Linked DNA regions of Sus scrofa: all the other regions are linked to region 1. Evidence: chromatin contacts called from public Hi-C and HiChIP or PLAC-seq data. All regions are on one chromosome and are shown on one strand. Each heading gives the region's core, a stretch centred on a gene start, on an enhancer-like site or on the middle of the called end of the contact. The rest is flanking DNA. Distances are from core to core; before and after follow the strand shown.

Evidence for each region. Hi-C and Micro-C count contacts between places; a contact is called where the count stands out from the background. HiChIP or PLAC-seq counts read pairs in DNA pulled down with a chosen protein or histone mark.
Region 2: a contact with region 1 is called in a Hi-C map of omental adipose tissue, with 2.0 times the contacts expected there. The contact joins the enhancer-like site here to the promoter of MFSD6L in region 1. A contact is called at or near these places in 10 of 47 Hi-C or Micro-C datasets (embryonic fibroblasts, fetal heart ventricle, fetal liver and 6 more) and 2 of 2 datasets of contacts at active chromatin or transcription factors (alveolar macrophages and skeletal muscle).
Region 3: a contact with region 1 is called in an H3K27ac HiChIP or PLAC-seq map of alveolar macrophages. The contact joins the promoter of NDEL1 here to the promoter of MFSD6L in region 1.

What each region holds. Positions count from the first base shown.
Region 1 is chr12:53,907,997-53,911,590 of Sscrofa11.1, forward strand. MFSD6L (major facilitator superfamily domain-containing protein 6-like) reads right to left here and starts at 1,769. Exons shown (of 2, transcript XM_005674644.3): 1 at 96-1,769; 2 at 1-93. The coding sequence starts at 533. PIK3R6 (phosphoinositide 3-kinase regulatory subunit 6) reads right to left here. Exons shown (of 21, transcript XM_021067869.1): 21 at 3,003-3,594. The coding sequence ends at 3,527.
Region 2 is chr12:53,569,068-53,572,661 of Sscrofa11.1, forward strand. It overlaps a transcript of NDEL1 not described here. Among named protein-coding and RNA genes, the nearest start is that of RNF222, 4.2 kb to the left of the region's middle. Within about 2 kb of position 1,529, at least 7 of the 83 cell types and tissues checked have an H3K27ac peak or open chromatin away from gene starts, as enhancers often do. A contact at or near this core is called in alveolar macrophages, omental adipose tissue and retroperitoneal adipose tissue, where this site is marked.
Region 3 is chr12:53,600,051-53,603,644 of Sscrofa11.1, forward strand. NDEL1 (nudE nuclear distribution E homolog (A. nidulans)-like 1) reads left to right here and starts at 1,783. Exons shown (of 9, transcript NM_001243862.1): 1 at 1,783-1,934.

The DNA of each region.
Region 1 (3,594 bases), core at 519-3,018:
CAGAGAGTAGCCAGGCAGGTGACTGACAGATTCTCGGCCACTCTCCCCAGGTCTTCCTCTGAAACCATCGGCTCCTGCGACCCCAGTACCCTCTGGGCTGGGCGCCTGGGCCCCCCGGCGGGGCGGTTGGAGGCTGGCTCCGGGGTCGAGGTGACGTTCACGGTTAGTGCGACCCCCGGTGGCAGGACCGTCACGGTCACGCTGTGGCTTCCATTACAGGGGCGGTCTCTGTCCAAGGGCGGCACCAGGACCATCAACAGGCTGGCTCCCACCGAGCCGAGCAGCGAGCCTATCAGAAGCACCCTCCGTTTCTGGTAGCTTTTGGCCAGGAAGGCACAGAATGGAGCCCAGAAGGTGGCGATCAGATGCTTGGTTCCCATTAGGATGCCCACCCAGGGCGCGGCCAAGCCCAGCTGCCGCAGGTAGAGGGTCAGGAACGGGGTCACGCAGGCATCCCGGACCCCACACACCAGGTGGAAGAGCCTGGCCACCCACAGCGCCCTGCTGATGTCCCATTGGGGGTTGGCGCTCATGGCTGCCCGGCTCCGTCAGACCCGGGCGGGCGGAGGGCGCGGCGGGGCGCGGGGCGGGCGCGGCGTCATGTCCCCGGGAGGGGGGCTCCGAGCGGGGACCGAGCCGCAGGGCGCCTCCAGCCTCCGGCGGCGCCGCGGTCACCGGGTCAACGGCCGCCCCCGCCCCCACGTCCGGCCACCGGCCCGGAAGTGGCCCCGCCCGGAGGACTCCGCACCTAGGGGCGGGGCCCGCGCACCTGCGGGCCGCACCTGCCACGTCCCCGGGCCTCCTGGCCGCACCTGCCGGATGTGCGCGAGGGTCGCGGACTGTGGCCTGCAGGGGGCGCTCCAGGCCGCCCCCTCCCTGGGCCGGGCGTTGCCCACCAAGCTGGGTTAGATCCCTGACCTCAACTTGGGTGGGAGGGAGAGGGAATAGCGTTCATGGCGTTAGCCCCGTTTTCACATTCCTCACATCTTCACTCACATGCCCCGCTGGTCAAGAACCAAACCCCATTTCCCTCAGTGTCCACCCTCACTGACAAATCCCGCCCCTTCCCCAGATTCGCACCCCCAGCCCACCGGGCCCCCTGCCCGGCTAATTTTTCTCCCTAGGACCGCGTTGCTGTCAAACACACTACCGGTTTCTGTTTCACGGTCTCTCTTGTTAACTGCCTGCCGCCATCAGGATCAAAGTGCTATTTTTGTCCCCAGGCTCTAGAACTGTTTGATGGGAACTGAGCTGCCTCTGGAAGAGGCATGACCTTAGGTGACACAGTTTTCTTTAAGGCAGATGATCCCTAGAGAGGGACTGAGGTCAGTCTTGAGGTGGCAGCTCCGCCAAGCAGTCCTCCCAGCCTCCCCCTAACATTATGCATGTACTAGATTGTTTAGGGGACACCGAAGAGTGCTTAGTTGTCCATTTTGGGTACACACAGACCACAGCGGGTTAGCTAACATCCCAAAGCCACCCTCCAGAGGCAGGGAATACAAGCATGTTAATAATCTGAAAATCAGCAGAAGTGGATTCATTAAGGAGCCAAAGGGATACTGGCAAAATTGCACCGGTGAAGCTGGTGGTCTCCAAGTCGCATGGGTTGTTACTAAAAATTCGGAGGTGTTTTCACCCTTGGTGAACAGGGCATAGGAACCCAGAAGTTCCTGCTGTGGCTCAACAGGTTAAGAAGCCAACATAATGTCCACGAGGATGCAGGTTGGATCCCTGACCTCGCTCACTGGGTTAAGGATCCCTCGATGCCGCACGCTGCCGTGTAGGTCGCAGATGTGGCTTGGATCCAGCGTTGCTATGGCTGTGATGTAGGCTGGCAGCTGCAGCTCCGCTTCCACCTCCAGCCTGGAAACTTCCATATGCTGCCAGTGCAGCCATTAAAAAAAAGAAGAAGAATCTAGAGATTCCAGCAGTCTAAACCCTTTGGAATGGTAGCCTTTACTCCAAGACGGCCCAAGGTCCAGCCAACTGTGTTCAGTGAACTTTGCAGCCAGGTTGGTGTGGAGCATCTCATCTGGCTGGGGCTGGGGCTGGGGCTGGGGGAGGAGAAGGGCTGCTTGCCAACACATGTCTGAATGCGCAGCCAAACTTGATCTACAACATGCTTTTTTGTGTGAGCTGATGGAGAGGTTGTTGGGGGAGGAGGCCAGGAGCTTTCCCCTAACTCTGTCAGCTGGTAAACTCTGCAAATGTTTATTTCAAGAACCTGGTCATCTGGAGATCCCGGCATGGCCTGGTGGTAACGAATCCGACTAGCATCCATGAGGATGTGGGTTCCATGCCTTCCGCTGTCCCCTGGCTCTGAGAATGTGATCAGAGACCTGCCCCGACTCCCGGGGCAATGAAGCCACAAGTGAAGAGCCTAACTCTTCATCCTGCCACTCCGAACTTGGAAGGGACTTGTCCACCCCACCGCCACCATCCCCTGCGACTGCCCAGGGGACAGGGATGGGCTTATACCCGGATGTAAGTGGCTGAACTCAAAAACCAAGAAATTTGGTATCTTTCCTTTTTCTTTTTTATTCTTTTTAGGGCCACCCCTGCGGCATATGGAGGTTCCCAGGCTAGGGGTCGAATTGGAGCTACAGCTGCCGGCCTAGACCACAGCCACAGCAACACCAGATCTAAGCCACATCCACAACCTACACCATGGCTCACAGCAATGCCAGATCTTTAAACCACTGAGTGAGGCCAGGGACTGAACCTGCATCATCATGGATACTAGTTGGGTTCTTAACCCACTGAGCCACAAGGGGAACTCCCGCATTTTAATCTCTGGCTCTTCTGAAACTAACCTGCATTCCCACCTCCGTTTGGGACAGAGCTGGTCAGGAGGCCCTCAAGTGACCAAGAGGGCTGGGCAGGTGGACAGAACACACCAGTAAATATTTCTTGAAGATTTTACCTGGCCTAAGCAGTTTCATGCAGTTGGACTGAGGAATGCCTCTGCTCTCTACTAAAATGCAAGTATGGATGATATTAGATGAAGGCAGAAACACTTTAGTGTGTATTTATTGAATCTGACATTTCTGTCTCAGCCAGAAGAGATGGCCGCCTGGGAGCAGGTAAGGTGGGCAGTGGCCTGAGGGAGGAGGGATGGCGGCCCCTGCCTGCTTCCTGTGTCCCCCAGGCCGCCGGGCCCTGGCCAGGACAGCAGCTCTCACCTTGGCTTTAAGGGCCGGGCAGGGAGCCTGAGTGGGAGAAGACAGCGGGAGAGGCAGGAAATGAGAAATCCACAAAGGATGAAGCTGGGTGCGAGGAGCTGGGCTTTGGTGCAGCTTGGCCAGGGCCTGCCCGGGCTTTGTTCGGGCCTTGCTCCATCACACCCCCGCGGCCCGCTGCCCTCGCTCTAGGCACCTGCTGGCTTCTAGGACCGGCTGGAAGCCGCCCAGGGGGACTGGGCATTGGTCCGGCGGTTGGTGTGACTGTCTGGGGGCCGGCGGGGTAGTGTGCTCTTACTCGCGGGCCTGCCTCTCTTGGACTCAGCGGTTCTGTGCCCCCTTCAGGCTCATTGGACGATGCCAGAGAACGTGTTGATGGGCATTAGAAGGGGTTTGGCCTTGGCTTTGGTCCTTT
Region 2 (3,594 bases), core at 279-2,778, 340 kb before region 1:
AAGGATCTGGCGTTGCTGCAAGCTGCGGTGTAGGTTGCAGGTGTGGCTTGGCTCTGGTGTTGCTGTGGCTGTGACGTAGGCTGGCAGCTGCAGCTCCGACTCAACCCCTAGCCTAGGAGCTTCCATAAGCCACAGGTGAAGCTTAAAAAAAAAAAGAGATTGCCGGTGGCCAACAGACACATGATGAAAAGATGCTCCATGTCATTAGTCATCAAGGAAATGCAAGGTGATATCTCAAGCTGCAGCGTGAGTCACAGATCTGACTCGGATCTGGTGTCGCTGTGGTCGTGGTGTAAGCCAGCAGCTGTGACGATGCTGGATCCTTAACCCACTGAGCCACAAGGGAACTCCCAGGGCTCTGTGATTTTTTTTTTTTTTATGCCCCCCTCTTTTTTCTTCTGGCTAGAATGCCTTTCAACCTCATCACCTCCCCACTGGCATCTCTGTCTTTTAAGACCTTGAAGGAGGGGATCCTAAGTCATCTCTGGCCTGGTATCTATCAACAGGGCTCAGGAGATCAGTGTCTGTTAAATCAGCACATCTACCTTCTCAAGCCTAGCTCCTGTGTGTGTGTGTGTGTGTGTGTGTGTGTGTGTGTGTGTGTGTGTGAAGTCTGGGCGATGTGGTCATTCCACTTTATTCTAAACACCTTCGGAATGTGCACCAAAATTCCCTCTTCAGAGTCATAATGGACTGAGAATCTCGGGTCTGGCTGGAGGCAGAAGGATGAACCCGGCCCCCGGGTTAGAGCCGTAGCCACTGTACACGGATGTTGTTTTTGCACAAGCACGGTCTTGGGCAGGTTCTCCAGGAGGTGAGTCTGGGAAAGGGCGGCGGGGGGCGGGAGGGCGGGGTGGGAATGGGAAGGGAAGAGGAAGGGACTCGTGGAGGAATCTGGGGCTTTTCAAGGAGGAATCCCCAGGGGACTACTTAATCTAGTGGCTTTCTGTCCCGATAATTTTTGCCGCATCAAAGTACCGCATGTGCCACTGTGTACTGGATGTTTTTCCTAAACAGGAAAAAAAGAGAAAAGGAAACGGAGCCACATTTTACACATAAATATTTACTCGCACTTCATTCTGAGCATCCATACTGTGAAACCACAAGCCTAATGTTCTAATTATATTTTTTAATAAACAGCAAAATGATGACATACTGTTGAGTGAAAAAAATGGGTTCTCTTGGGTACCACGGGACGCCGTGGCTTGCGGGGACCTTAGCACTCGCAGATTTGAGACGTGTGGTGAGGGATGACGACCTGGGGAGCCACAGAGGCTTGGGATCCGGAGGGGAAAGAGGCCGCTTCAGGCCTTTTCAAGGCTAAGACTGGGTTTCCGTGCTTGAAAGCCCATTGGACGGGAAGGCCACTGAGTGGGCTCCACCAAAGGGACTCTGAGAAAAGGGGCGATAGCTTGGGCTTGAGGGTGGAACTGGCGAGGACGGCCGCGGACCCGAGGGTGCCGGCTGCGGGAGGAGGCCAAGGGTGGCAGGGGTGGGGCACCGGGCCTGCAGGAAGTCTGAGTAATGCCCCAACCCCGCGGAGGGGCGTGGGCTGCGTCCCTGCCACTCGCCCGGTCCTCCGCGTGCGCTCCCGCTTCCAGTCCCTCCACCATCCTCATAAAATACCCCACTGCAGGTGCAGAGCTGCCGTGGGACGGGTGGGGGAGGGAAGCTGAAGAAGTGGGAAGCCCAGGGCTTTCTTCCCCGGGTGGAATGTGGAAGGGAAACCTCTCTCCACCCCTCGGCGGTGATGGCAGCTGCAGGAGGAAGAGTGCTTGAAATGAGCCTTCGATGGGGGACTTTTCTGCGTCTTCACTCTTCATCCCCGTACTGACAGCCTCCCTGACAGCCGAGAGTCCTCTTGAGGCAGGTAAGGCCAGGGTCAGAGACAGAGTCAGGAGTCAAAAGCAAAAAGGAACATACACTGTATATATTTTTTCTGATTATAAAAAATGGCTCTCCTGGAGTTCCCTGGTGGCCCAAGGGGTTAGGGGTTTGGTATTTTCACCACTGTGGCTCAGGTCACTGCTGTGGCACGGGTTCAGTCCCTGGCACAGGAAATTCTGTATGCATGTGGGCCCACAAAAATGGCACTACTGTTGAAAAATACGTGGAAATTTCATAAGAGCATATGTGAAAAAGTAAAAGCTTAAGCTCTATACCACCTCTGCAGATAACTATTATAAAAATATGAATATTTTCGTATTTATTCTACCAGCCCCTGTGTGTGTACATATATATATACACACACTAAAAATAATTATATATTATATAATGTATGTAATTATAATTTGTAATTATTTTAAAATAAGTGGGATCACACTGAGTAAGTACTTTTAGGACCTGATTTTTTTCAGTTGTTATGTCATGATCCTCAATAAATTTTCTTTTACACGTTTTTTTTTTTTTTGCTGGCCCATGGCATATGGAGTTCCTTGACCTATGCCACTGTGGCAACCCAGGATCCTTAACCCACTGTGCCCTCGGGGACTGAACCTGTGTCCCAGTGCTCCAGAGATGCTGCTGTCCCACTTTGCCACAGTGGGAATTCTTTTATACACTCTCTTTTTTTATTTTATTTTTTTTGTCTTTTTGCCATTTCCTGGGCCGATCCCCGGCATATGGAGGTTCCTAGGCTAGGGGTCTAATCAGAGCTGTAGCTGCTGGCCTGCACCAGAGCCACAGTAACGCAGGGTCCGAGCCACGTCTGCGACCTACACCACAGCTCACGGCAACACCAGATCGTTAACCCACTGAGCAAGGGCAGGGACCCAACCCGCAACCTCATGGTTCTTAGTCGGATTCGTTAACCACTGCGCCACGACGGGAACTCCTATACCCTCATTTTTTAATGGATATAGTCATTTATTTAATTGATCTATTGATATTTAAGTTGTTTCCTATTGTCCCCTATCATAAAAACCTTCTGCAGTGTGGGTTTTTTTTTTTGCAAAATCTTTGTCTTATTTCCTTTGTTGACCCTAAAAATAAACAGCCAGTTAGTTATTTTGCCAGCAAAAAAAATTTTTTTTTCCCTCGGAGGGAAGAGTAGAGGAACTGCCATCTGGGGCAAGCAAGTATAACAAGAACCATAGCCAAATCCAACAAAGAGCAATATTGCTTTATAGAGCAAAAGGGAGCAGTTGGGAAGGGTTATTTTGAAGAAAGTCAATTGGGGGAAAAGGACGGTCAGGATGGTGGGCACTTCCCATTGGCTGGGCCAGTTGCTAGGCGATGAGAATTCTTCCTCCTTGAGGGGTCTGTAATTGATGTGGCTTGGTAGCGCCTGAGGGCTCCCCCTCCTGGTCTCCCAACTTCACTTTATTTATTTGTTTGTTTGTTTATTTGTTTATTTTGCTTTTTTTTAGGGCCACACTCGTGGCATATGGAGGTTCCCAAACTAGGGGTCTAATCAGAGCTACAACTGCCAGCCTACACCACAGCCACAGCCACGCAGGATCCCAGCGGCATCTATGACCTATTCCACTGCCCACGGCAACACTGGATCCTTAACCCACTGAGCGAAGTCAGGGATCGAACCCACAACCTCATGGTTCCTAGTCGGATTTGTTAACCACTGTGCCACGACGGGAA
Region 3 (3,594 bases), core at 533-3,032, 310 kb before region 1:
GACCTGCTTGGGTTTAAACCCCAGCTCCCCTAGGCCTCAGTTTTCCAAAACATAAAATGGAGATAATAATTCCAGCCTCACAAGCTGCCTGTGAGGACTGAGAGAGGAAGTGTATGTACAACTCTTAGCGCACTGCTCTGGCCCAATTAATGGTCCTTATTAATAGTCCTCCTTGAATGGCAGTACAGGAGTGGTTAGTAGTATGGTTTCTGGAGTTAGACAGTCCAGACTAGGTGCGTTTGAACTGTGAGAACTCCTTTTTCTTTTCTTTTTTGTCTTTTTGCCTTTTGAGGGCTGCTCCCACGGCATATGGAGATTCCCAGGCTAGGGGTCGAATTGGAGCTGTAGCCACTGGCCTACGCCAGAGCCACAGAGACGCGGGATCTGAGCTGTGTCTGTGACCTACACCACAGCTCACGGCAACGCCAGATCCTTAACTCACTGAGCAAGGCTGGGGATTGAACCCGCAACCTCATGGTTCCTAGTCGGATTCGTCAACCACTGAGCCACGAAGGGAACTCCGAAAACTCCTTTTTCTAGTTGAGTGACATTGGGCAACTTCATCTCGCTTAGTCTCGGTTTCCTCATTGGTAAAATGGGAATAATAACAGTACCTATCTCATGGGGTTATTGTGAGAATTGAATTATGCAGACAAAGCCTTTGGCACACCTGCCAGTACATACAAAGGGCACAGCAAAAGTAAACTGTTCAACCTGCTCTCCTTCAGAGTCTAACTCAAAGTTCCATACTTTCTAACACCCCAAATCACTTTTCAGATTTTCACTGGACATCTCTTAGAATCCATTTTGTGCTGTTCCCCTTTATGTCCATGCCTTGAGGCTCGTACCAACACATCATTGTGTCCAAAAGCCCCACAAATCCAGTCCCAAGAGCACTGACATAAGAGAATTACAGGGTACGTGAAACGTCCAAAGTTCCTAAAATTGCTTTTAAAACACTTCTCTTTCTCCAAGTTTCCACACACTAATCAGCTGCCCTTCATTTCTCTCCTTTCTGAGCCAGTCTCTCCCCACCTTCTCCCTCCACACCCCCAAGTCTTCTTCTCCAAGTCTCCTAGGGGATGTACATATATATGGATTCCATTAGTTGGGGGCCCTGAAGGGATGAAAACACGTACGCACATATGTACATATACATGGATATATTTATATTCCCTTGGTGCCCTCAATGAATCCATTCACTCATTCAACAAATATCTGAGCACCCACCCTGGGACCAAGCTATCTGCTGGGATAAGCAAGGAATGAGGTTCCGGTTCTCATGGAACTTACATCTTACTGGAGGAAGACAAGAAGTAGCATAAAATTTCAGCTAGTGGACGTGCCCTTAAACCGACATAGCTCCGTGTGAGAGTGTGACGGTGCTAGAATACACCTGGTACGGTATTGGGTGGTCGGGGTGGACTCGGATGTGAGATCTGAGCCGAGATTCTTCTTTCAAACGGGAACCCCGAAACAGACACTTGTAGGGTTTGGTGGATGAAAACTGGGAGGCGGGTTCTCATCTACGGTAGTGCCACTTTCCGGAACGCAGAGTCTTTCCGGGGACCCGCGAAAGTCGTAAACGGCACGCCGCGCGGGCCCGGGGCGCCTGCGCAGAAGGCCTCCGCCAGCCTGACGTCAGCGCGCCGGCCCGGCCCGGCCCCGTGTGACGCCATCCCTGCCACAGCCCCGCCCTAGCCGCCCGCGCGCTCGTGCGCATGCTCGGGCCCCGCCCCCGTGCGTCACAGAATGGCCTCGGACACCCAGGCAGCCTCTGACGTGTCGGGGAGGAGCCGGGCGCGGAGGTGCGCGGAGTGGAGCTCAGGACTGCGGCGGGGAGCGGAGCCGAGCGGCTGGGCGGGCCTGGCCAGGCCAGCGGAGCGGAGACGTCGGTCGAGCGGTGGCGAACATGCGCTTTTGACACATTGGAGGTGAGCCTGCCGTGCGGGGCCGCTCCCGAGGGCGCCGGACCCGGCCGACGGCGCCGAGGCCTGTCCCCGCGGAGCCTGCCAGCCCCGGGGGCTGTGTCCGAGCCCCCGCCGGGCTGGGCCGGGCCCGGGTTCTGGGGCGGCCAGTCCGGGGCCAACTGTTTCAACCGCTCTAACTGCCCCCTCCCCGCCCTGGTCCGAGGTGTGGCCCACCTGGGGCGCCTGGAAGGGAGCGAGCCGGGCGGCCTCCGGAGGATGTGCCCGCATCCGGGGGTGGGGTGAGGGATGGCGGGGACGGAGGCCGGGACGTGGCACCGTGGGCCGGGAAGCTGGTCGCGCAAGGGGTGGCTCCGCTGGAGGTGGCAGCGGCGCGCCCAGCCCTCCCCCTCCCCAGCCCCCATCCCGCATCCCTTCATCTGGAGGGTGGTTCGGAGCCAGGTTGGATTCTGAATTCTCGTTGCTTCTCTCCCACGGGGGGCGAGAGCGGAAGCTGCCCACCTTGAGCTCCGGTGGCATTCCTGTGATTGCCAGCTCCGAACTGCTAATTACCCCTCTCGGAGTTCAGGAAAGTGTCACCAAACGGGTTCGGGTTGCTTGTACTCGCCTTTGTTTTTTAGCTGGTAAGCAACGAAGTGACCCTTTTAAGGTTTGCCTGGGAATTGAGGGTGCTTCACGGATAATTTCATTACGTTTCTCTAGGCGCCTTTACACGTTTGAGAACACCCTTGTTATCTCGGCTTTGAACCTCATCACCTCGTTAGTGGTTGTCTGTGATTCTACCCATAGAGAAATTGAGACCAGGTCGGGTGGGGGTTTTGGTGATTTATTCTGTGGATTCCACCAACCAGTGAGAGGCTTCTCTTGGTTCAGAATTTGCGTCTCCCTGCCTGGAGTTGTGGTTTCTTTCCGTGAGATTTTTACATCCTTCTCAGCTGGAGAGCAAAATAGTAAATTTGACTTGCCAGAACTATACCAGAAGCTAGTAGAAGATTTATTCAAATTTTTTTCAGCAGACCCACCTAGGATGAGGATTGCTGCTCAGTTTTAAGAAAAATCCTACGCTGAAACTTGTCCACGGTTGGCTAATTATTTTGTCTGATAAGTTGTGTTGCTTTTAATTTGTTTATGAAAGAGGGTAATGGCTTTGCTAAGTCATGAAGTTGGGGGGGTAAAATGCAGCATTAAGTCGTGTTGAAGAGAATAAAAGGGAACTAAAATATTTCCTCTGAATTTTTATTAAGTTGTTTAAAATCAGATGTCATAAGGAACAAAATCCCCCCTTTGGCCAGCCCTGGTTTCACATTGACCTGATTCAGATAGAAGTTGCTAAATCTTATGAAGCTTTTTTTTTTTTTCCTGTTTTGGCGTAAATTTTTTGTTTTTGGCTGTGGTGTGCAGTGGCTTGATGTGGGATCTCAGTTCCCAGACCAGGGATTGACCCCAGGCCACAGGTGAAAGCCCCAAATCTAACTACGCTACTGCTCTGGAATTCCCTGTTTAGGTTTTTTTAATTAAATAAATTGAAATTGGGTGAGGAATGCTTAAAATAAGTAGAAACCTCAGTAAAAACTTAGATGTTGCTTTCATGATCTCTCCAACACTTATTTTTATTTTCATGTTAAGTCATGCTGGGGTAAATTTGGTTACTAAAGCTTAAAATTAC